2 separate regions of the Hordeum vulgare genome follow, and region 1 is linked to region 2. Evidence: chromatin contacts called from public Hi-C data. All regions are on one chromosome and are shown on one strand. Each heading gives the region's core, a stretch centred on a gene start, on an enhancer-like site or on the middle of the called end of the contact. The rest is flanking DNA. Distances are from core to core; before and after follow the strand shown.

The links. A called contact is a pair of places that touch in the nucleus more often than the background predicts.
Region 1: a Hi-C map of seedling shows a contact between it and region 2, with 3 times the contacts expected there. The contact joins the promoter of LOC123412286 here to the enhancer-like site in region 2. A contact is called at or near these places in 1 of 6 Hi-C or Micro-C datasets (seedling) and 1 of 1 datasets of contacts at active chromatin or transcription factors (embryo).

Annotation. Positions count from the first base shown.
Region 1 is chr7H:191,989,055-191,993,796 of MorexV3_pseudomolecules_assembly, forward strand. It overlaps LOC123412286, which reads right to left and starts at 1,495. Exons shown (of 2, transcript XM_045105237.1): 1 at 581-1,495. The coding sequence starts at 1,339.
Region 2 is chr7H:191,661,464-191,665,623 of MorexV3_pseudomolecules_assembly, forward strand. No RefSeq gene overlaps it. Among protein-coding and RNA genes, the nearest start is that of LOC123408602, 24 kb to the right of the region's middle. Within about 2 kb of position 2,823, at least 3 of the 3 cell types and tissues checked have open chromatin away from gene starts, as enhancers often do. A contact at or near this core is called in seedling, where this site is marked.

The DNA of each region.
Region 1 (4,742 bases), core at 245-2,744, 330 kb after region 2:
AGTGTGTTGATTCCTTATTTTTCTCCCTATGGACTGCTTATTGATTGGATGGAGCGAGGAATAAATAAAAGCGATAAATGCGGCGTATAACGGAACAAAAAAAACTACCCTGCCTCGTCGGCCATCGGCACTAACACGGCCATACAGCTACACTACACACGGCGCCAACTGCCGCCATACGGTCACGAAAACGACCCCGGAGGCTGGAGTCCGGTTGTGAGAGAAAGATTTATCTTCTCCAGCGAACCGCTGGCGCCGGAGTACGACACGAGAACTCCATATTCTAACCAGCTCATTAGAATCACAATAACTCCCCAGATTCAAACTAACAACACATCGCCACACCACATCGACGATGGGACGAACAAAAAAAAATCACACCAAAGCAACTTCTTCGATAGATTGATAAGGAACTAGACAAGAGTCACGCAAAACCGAGAGGGGAAATACTTCTGCAATTCACGCACCTTCAACAAGATTGGCATGCAAGGAAGATATCCAGAGTCCAAATTAAAGCGAGACGAATAAACCGCAAAGAATGAGACAACGATAAGGTGATTAAGGAGGGGGAAAAACTCACCTCAACTTTAACCGCGGCTGCCGCAGGTTGGGCAGCGCCGGCGCCGGCGACGTCCGGCCGCGCGCGCTTCGCAGGCGAGCTGCACCCCTCGTCGCCGCTCAACGGCCCTCCGGATCCTCCTGACCCCTGCGCCTTGCGCTTCGCCGTCGACCGCGCCACGTCGTCCCCGCTCGAGGACGCCCCTGATCCAACGGCGTTGGCATAGTCGAAGGGCGTCTCCGGGCTCGATGCCTCCATGGCGCCGTCCGTCCACGCGGTCGCCGTCGCCTGCGCCTTCTCGCTCACGCGCGGCCGCCGCCGCGACCGCGCCTGGTCCAGCCCGCTCGTGGAAGGGCCGGATCCGGTGGCCGAGACGTAGTACGGCGGCGTCTCCGGCGCCCGCGCCGCCAAAGGCTCGCGCTTCGCCTTCGTGACGCGCGGGTGCGACCGCGCCCTCTCCTCCCCGCTGGAACACGCGCCGGATCTGGCGAGAACGGGCTGCCCCAGCCGCGCAGAGGTGCTCTTCAACGTCAGCAGCCACGCGGTTCCTTTCGCCACCGCGCGCGGCGGCAGCCGCGGCCGCTTCGGCCATCTCTCCGGAATCGGCGGCAGCTCATCCTCCGCCTCCTCCGGCCGCTGTAGATCCGTCGCCGCCGCGGTGAGTTCGTTGGATGGCCGCGGAACCCACTCCGGCCACCGCGCCAGCTTCCTTGTCCGGAGGCTGAGAAGTATCTCGGCGGCCGCGATGGCCATGCCCTGCTCGTCGTACTCCTCCGCCATGGGGAAAGCCTCCGGAGACGAACCCGCGCACGCCGCCGTCCTGAGATGGATGGGAGGTGTGATTTCTTTTCTCTGGTAGAACTACAGGAAAAGAAGGAGGCGCCCGGAGGGCGGGTGGCTTTTATAAGTGGATGCGGAGACGGAGGCGGACGCGAGTTGGGCGAGGTGGAGACGGACAGCAGTGGCCGCCGCCTAGAGCCCCCGCCTCACCGGTCCCTGGGCCCCACGTATTTGGCTTGCGGGTGGGTCAAGTCGAGGCCGGGCGAGTCGGCATGAGCTTTGCGTTCGCGAAATCATCTCCCTGTTGCGTGGGCCCGTCCCACGGGCGTAGTTCTTTGTAAGGGAATTGTCTCTGGACACGATTGGTGGGGAGCGGAGGAATGCGTGTTCGTACTCTGCCTTGTATAGTGCCTGCTTGTTTAATGCCAGGTGGGCCACAGCGAAAAGGCATCCGAGTTTATTAGGGCAGGCCGGATCCGGATGTGGATGCATTTCGCTCTCATCTACTCTCCGTAAACAACCCCAACTTTTTCTGTAGGGCTGCACAAACTTGGAAGAGAATGTTGATTCCCTTCCACTTCCACCTAGGGTTTCTGCCCTCTGGTCGCTAAACCTCTGAGAATGATTTCATACTTGAACCATATTTAAACCATACACATTCATTTATCTTTCAAAACCATACTTGAACCATACCTATTTAGTGTCATTTTTAGCCCAATCAAAACCAAACCCATTATTTTTTCCACACAAACCAATTTAAACCCAAAACATAACCATGAGTTTAAACCCAGTACATAACCATGAGTTTGCTTTAATATACACATGATTGCACAAATTGACATGTTAAGAAACAAATAAGATAGAAAAGGCATAAGTGCATCTACAACAGTTTAGAAACAAAATAATCCTTGAGATACAGTCAACACACAGTAAGAGGCAAAAAGAACATGCCCATGGCTAATAAGCTCACTAACAAGTGTATTAAAACCAAATTGCTTAGCGAAAGCACAAGAAAACACTTCCGATTTTCATCTGATGTTTCCCCATAATACATAATTACATAGTGCATTACAGCATGCACGCGGATCAAAGATACTCATTCTTCGTCGTAGTTGATTATTGCATATAACCAATGCCTAGAAACCGCTTTGGACCCATAGTTTATAACCGCTAATAACCAAACCGTTTAAACCCATAACCAACTATACCCAAACTGGTTTCTCCACATACCCAAACCAAAACCAAACTAAAAAAATCTTAGCCCAATAAAACCTGAACCAATCAAACCCAAAGTAAGAACCGAACCGTTACACCCGGTTTTTTAATAACCATTCTCACGTTTACTCGTCACCCCCACTAGTGTTGAGTTTTCCCTTCCCTGCCCTGCCCTTTTCTCCTTGGTCCTCGCACAATTAGAGAAGGGGCGATCGTGCATCGTCGCCCGACCTTGGTTTCGGTTTTCTTGGCGATCGGGAGTTAGTATTTTCATCCCTACTCTCGGGCTAGGGTTTCATGGAAGTGGAGACTTTTAAGGCCACGTCTACGAAAACAAAGTTATCTATAAGCAATGGTGAGGGATTATGCCTCGATAAAGATTATTTGGAGGATGTTGTGTTCGAGAACAAGGGGTCATCACATATGAAGGCAACCCGTTGGATGATTATAGCCTGGATGCACACGGACAGGAAATAGTAAGTTTTGGTTTTACAAGAACATGTGATTGTCAAGGGATGTAGCCCAAGAGGTGAAGATCAAGTATGTGGATTAGAACCTTTACACAATGCGGTTTCCTTTCCTCGATGACTATGAAAAGGTGATGGAAGGGGTTCAATGGGCATACAAAGGCTTAGCCCTAGTTATAGGAACTTATGATGGGTTTACAAAGTCATCCACATCCAAGTTATGTCATGTTAATATCTGAATTCAGATTAACGACCTCCTACACAGGTTTAGCGGTATGTTAAAAACCATTGCTAGCATAGTTGGTGGATTTATTACTCTCGAGTAAGCATCTCAGGATTTTCCAATAATTTTGTCTCGCGTGAGTATTAAATTGGATATTTGAAAGCAACTCTAAAACATACTTTTAGTCATACATGGTGGGAAGCGAGTTGTTCCTCGTGAAATATGAATGTTTGTCATATTGGTGCTCAATATGCTGACATGATTGGGCACACTTTCAAGAAGCATGGCGATGACATCCATTTTCTGTCTTTCTGGTCTTCAGGAATCTACGTGCCCATTGGAGTTGGCGACCATATTTAGGATGAAGCTGTGAGCGAGGACCCATCAAATGACGGAGCAATCAGGGCACATGCTCGTTTGACTTTTATGCACAATAGACATGAGGATGACTTTCATAAGGAAGAGAATGAGGTCAAATGCTAAGAAGACATTGAGAAGAGGAGAACTAGAATGTATGTTAGCTTTACTAGCAAAAGGCCCGTGCGTTGCAACGGGAGAAAAAAATACCACACGCTTTTAATCTTTTTATAATCATTTTGATTTATTAAAATAATAAGCTAACTAACTAATGTAGTCAGTCCTATCCTATTTTGTTGAGAAATCAACCCGTCCATTGTTAATTCCACCATGAAGAGAAATTGAGCGGGACAAGCAAAGCAAAACAAAGAGGCTACATGAATTGATCAATGGACTGTTATCTTATTTCACTCATGGGGTAGAGAATGTGGGATCAGATGACAAACTGAAGGTGGTGTTCCATTCTCTCTCTCTACAACAATGCAATCTTACATTCAATACATTCATTCATCAGCAAACAAATTCCCACAAAAGAAAATTTCTTGCCGGTGTTTGGCACACGGTTGGAGGTATGGGGAGGTGATCTCACCAGATGATGAGTTCCTGCCGGAGGAGGGGATACGATGAGGGGAGCAAGGGTTAGGTTTGCTTTTATTCTGGGAATGATTATTAATAACTCTGGTAGTGGCCCAAAATGCCAACATGTCTAGTGGTCTACCTTGCCATCGGCGTGAGGGGGTGCAAATCCTATCTTCTGCTCGGGTCCTCCTAGTCCGCGCACCGGTCAAGGGACAGCGAGGAAGGTTCGTTGTCTTAGATTGGTGCCCAAACTCACATACATGGTCGCAACAGCGAGGAAGTGGACCAGCCATTTCACCGTTAGGTGACGGTTTCCAATTGTAGCTTAGGAACCTTCTAAAAGGTTTACGTCAATTTTACCCGTTTTCAGGAACCTCTCTCAAGCCGTTTCCTATTTTTCGTTTTTTCTTATATTTTTAAAAATTTCACATGATTACAAAAAAGAATCACAATTTTAAAAATTGCATATTTGAAAATGTGTTGTGTTTTCAAAAATAAATTGTAAATTTCAAAAAATTCGAATTTTTAAACAATGTTTGTGAAATTGGAAAAAAATGGAATA
Region 2 (4,160 bases), core at 1,573-4,072:
TCATATGATTCGCGTTCGTTATTTTGATAGTTTGATATGTGGGTGGACCGGCGTTTGGGTACTGCCCTTACTTGGACAAGCATCCCACTTATGATTAACCACTCTCGCAAGCATCCGCAACTACGAAAGAAGAATTAAGACAAAGTCTAGTCATAACATTAAACTAGTGGATCCAAATCAGTCCCTTACGAAGCAACGCATAAACTAGGGTTTAAGCTTTTGTCACTCTAGCAACCCATCATCTACTTACTACTTCCCAATGCCTTCCTCTAGGCCCAAATAATGGTGAAGTGTTATGTAGTCGACGTTCACATAACACCACTAGAGGAAAAACAACATACAACACATCAAAATACCGAACGAATACCAAATTCACATGAGGCATTGGCGAATGCGCAGGCGGATATCGTTGGAGCAGGCGGGAGGTCGTTCTTCACGGAAAACAATGATCGTTGGTTGGACATATGGCTCTCAACCTCGGACGACACCGACGAGGATGATGATGGTGATGATGGTAGCGACTAGGAGTAGTTTCTATCTAGTTGCACCGTAGTTTTATCTATGCTTTCGAACTATCTATCTAGTTGCACCGATGTAAAATACCTTTGTATCATTTTTTATTTATGCAATCTATCTAGTTTTTATTTATCTATGCTTCCGATTTATCTAAAATAAAAAAATGTTGTGAGCGCGCGCGCTGCATTTTAGCGCAGCTGCTGAAGCCAGCACTGCGCGCCGCGCCAATCCAGGCGATGGGCGCGCGGCAAACCAGTTTTTTGCGTGCGGCGCGTTTGGCGCCTGTTGGAGATGCTCTTACGGCACACCTGGCCTCTAAACACCGCGTTGTGTGAGGATGGTTTTTCTAATTCACTAATTGAGCAATACACCTTTTAAAGATCACTCTCATCTTTCCACGTAGTGACACGTGACGTACTACATACGTATCATTTGTCGTAACCTGAGAGTTTTTTCTTTTTTCATAGATTCGTATTTTTAAAATATTTTATATCCTAAATCGTGCATCTAACTCTTGAACCTTTTTCACAGTTCGGTTTCTCGCATCGTGATCTTCAAAGCTAGATCCCATGTTGATAGATTTCGATAAACTTTTTTTACGAAAAAAACGGATGAAAAAAACATGCATTTTTTCGTGCCTCTTGGGATGGCAAAATCATGGCACTCGCGGAAGCAAAAACGTGTCTCTCACGGAAAAAAAAACCGTGCCTCTCATAAAAAAACATTTATTTTTCTTTTCCAGAGGAACGGTTGTGCCTTTCGCGGGGTAAAATCGTGCTTCTCGCGTAATTAAAATCGTGCCTCTTACGAAGAAAACCCCAGAAAAACGTGTTTTTTTTTCTTTTCTGGGAGGCTCAATCGTGCCTCTCGTGAAGGCAAGAACGTGACTCTCGCGGAAGCAAACCTGTGCCTCTCGTGAAAGAAAAAACAGAAACATTTTTTTTTCAAGAGGCACGGCCATGGCTCTCGCGAAAGAGAAATTATGCTTCTCGCGGAAGCAAAATCGTACCTCCCAGTTCAAAAAACATTTTTTAGCATGCAACATAAGAACTTAAAAAAGGTCAAAAAACTAGGAAAGACCGGTATAAAACCGAAACACCAAAAAAAGAACAAAAATAATCTAAAAAACCGAAAACACGAAAAAAAGAACAAAAATAATCTAAAAAACCGAAAACACGTTCGAAATAAACCGCGAAGAAAACGCTCAAAATACGACACGTGGTGTCGGCTGAGAATGCCCCAACTGATCACGCGTGGGAGTGATCGCTGGAAGGCTTATGAGAGAGTACTTCTCAATTAGTTGCTCTCGGGTTTCTTTCGAAAAATCCTATCTGCTGCATTTTGCGGCAGATTGTTGATGCTTCACACAGGAGCTGCTAGCGAACGATGGGGGTTTGGGCCGGTCTGTTAACGCTTTCACTGATCCCGGTTTTGGAACCTTGAGGTTTCTAGTCGGTTTTTCCCGGTTTTAGGAAACTTCTAGAAGGTTTCCTAAGCCGTTTTTTTTGTTTTATTTTTTTATTCTTTTCTGTTTCTGTTTCAAAAATGCTCTAGATTTTGAAAAAAACTTCTGAATTTCTAAGAAATGTTCTGGAGTTTTAAAAAAAATCTGGAATTTGATATAATGTTACAGAATTTGAAAAAGTGTTCCAGAATTTGAAAAACTATTACGGAATTTGAAAAAATGTTCTGCAATTTAAGAAAATGTTCCGGAATTTTAAAAAAATGTTCCGGAAATTTCGAAAATGACCTGGAAATTTAAAAAACTTTAAGAATTTGAAAAAATGTTCCATAATTTAAACAAAGTTATGAAATATTACGGAATTTGGAAAACTATTACGGAATTAGAAAAACTATTACGGAATTTGAAAAACTATTACGGAATTTGAAAAACTATTACGGAATTTGAAAAAATATTCCAGAATTTGGAAAACTATTACGGAATTTGAAGAAATGTTATGAAATATTAAAAAATGTTTCAGAATTTCAAAAAATATTCTAGAAATTGATTTTTTTTCCATAATTTAGAAAATGTTCCGAAACATGAAAAAAAGTAAAGTAAAATTCCGAAACCAAAAAGAAATGGAGAAACCGGTTCAAAGAACCTTTTAGAACAATCCCAAAACCTGAAAAACTAGATAGGAAAATCTAGAAAATTCCCAAAACCGCAAGCGCTGGAACTTGTTAACGGGTCGACCCGGATCACCATTGGACACGGCTACACGATACAGGTTAATGGGCCTGTCCGGGTTCGTTCGCCCCTGTGCGGCTCGCTGCTGTTGGACGCAGCGAGCGTCACATAGGAGGTCCGGGTTTTTTCCACCTTGCGTCGGGTTTTTTTTTATTTGAGCATCTCACCTCGCGTCAGGTGAGACTATGTTGCGCCCTTGAAACAGAATACTCCTAACCGGCTATAAGAGAGCTGGTCCAACAAACCGGTTTTTATTTCTTTTCCAGGCGTTGTGCCCTTTTATTCTAGGAGGATTCTGCTATATTCTTATTTTATTCTAATAATATCACATTCTAATAATATTTATTGTGTACTAAATAAAGTTAGACCAGCGACTGAATTTTATTCTAATAATATTTATTTCTGTTCTAAATAAAGGTCATCGTGCATTAACAAATGTTAATCATATATTTACAAGGTGTTATCTCGTGTTCAAAAATGGAAATCTTGCACTTTAAAAAAAACTCATCATATAATATAAAATATTCATCATGCATTTAAAAATTCCAACATGTAGTTTACAAAAATCTTCATCATGTAATACAAACTTTTCATCGCGTTTTCAAAAAAGTCCAACGTGTAGTTCACGAAAATGTTCATCACGCATATAATAAATATTCATCATATATTATAAACAAATCATTCATCGCCTGTCTAAAAAATGTTCGTCATGTAATAAAACAAGTTGATCATCTATTCAAAAATCTTCATTGCTCTTTTTTCAGATTTCTTCAGTTTTCAAAATGGTTCGGTGTACTCTAAAAGTATATTTGCCCCTATTAAAGAACGTCCATATTATATTTAAAGATGTTCTTCTTGTACTTCAATTATAATCATAGTGTAACTAGAAGAAAATCGTACTGTGTTAAAAAACAACTTATGATGTTTATATAAAATGTATTTTCTTGATATAAGTTCTCCCAAGTTAAAATATTATTCAACGTGCATTTTAAAAATGTTTATTTCCAAAAAGGATAATGTAGCTCAAAAGGTTTCGAACATTTTAAAAATGTTAATGTAATTTTTAAAAGTGCTCGTACAATTTTTTAAAGGTCGTGTTTTTTATAGTGAAAATATAAAATAATTGGGGAAAATGCAAGATAAAAAGAAACAAAAAAGACCAAAAGCACCACAATATCACAAGTTATAGTTTTTTCATAATTGCCACATAAATTGAACACATAAGACTTTAATTTCTAGCGGACACATACACAAAACTGCTATTCCTTTAGCCTTTTTTTAGATGCACATTTTAGCTTATTCGTACTTGTACTATTACAGGTACAATGCTTTTGATCCAGGATCCAAAAAATTATAAGACTTAAGTAATAACACTTACATCTTGGAATTACAATAAAAAGGTTCTTGAAGACGTCTTCTTAGTGGCATCAATCTTTGCAAGAATAATACTTAT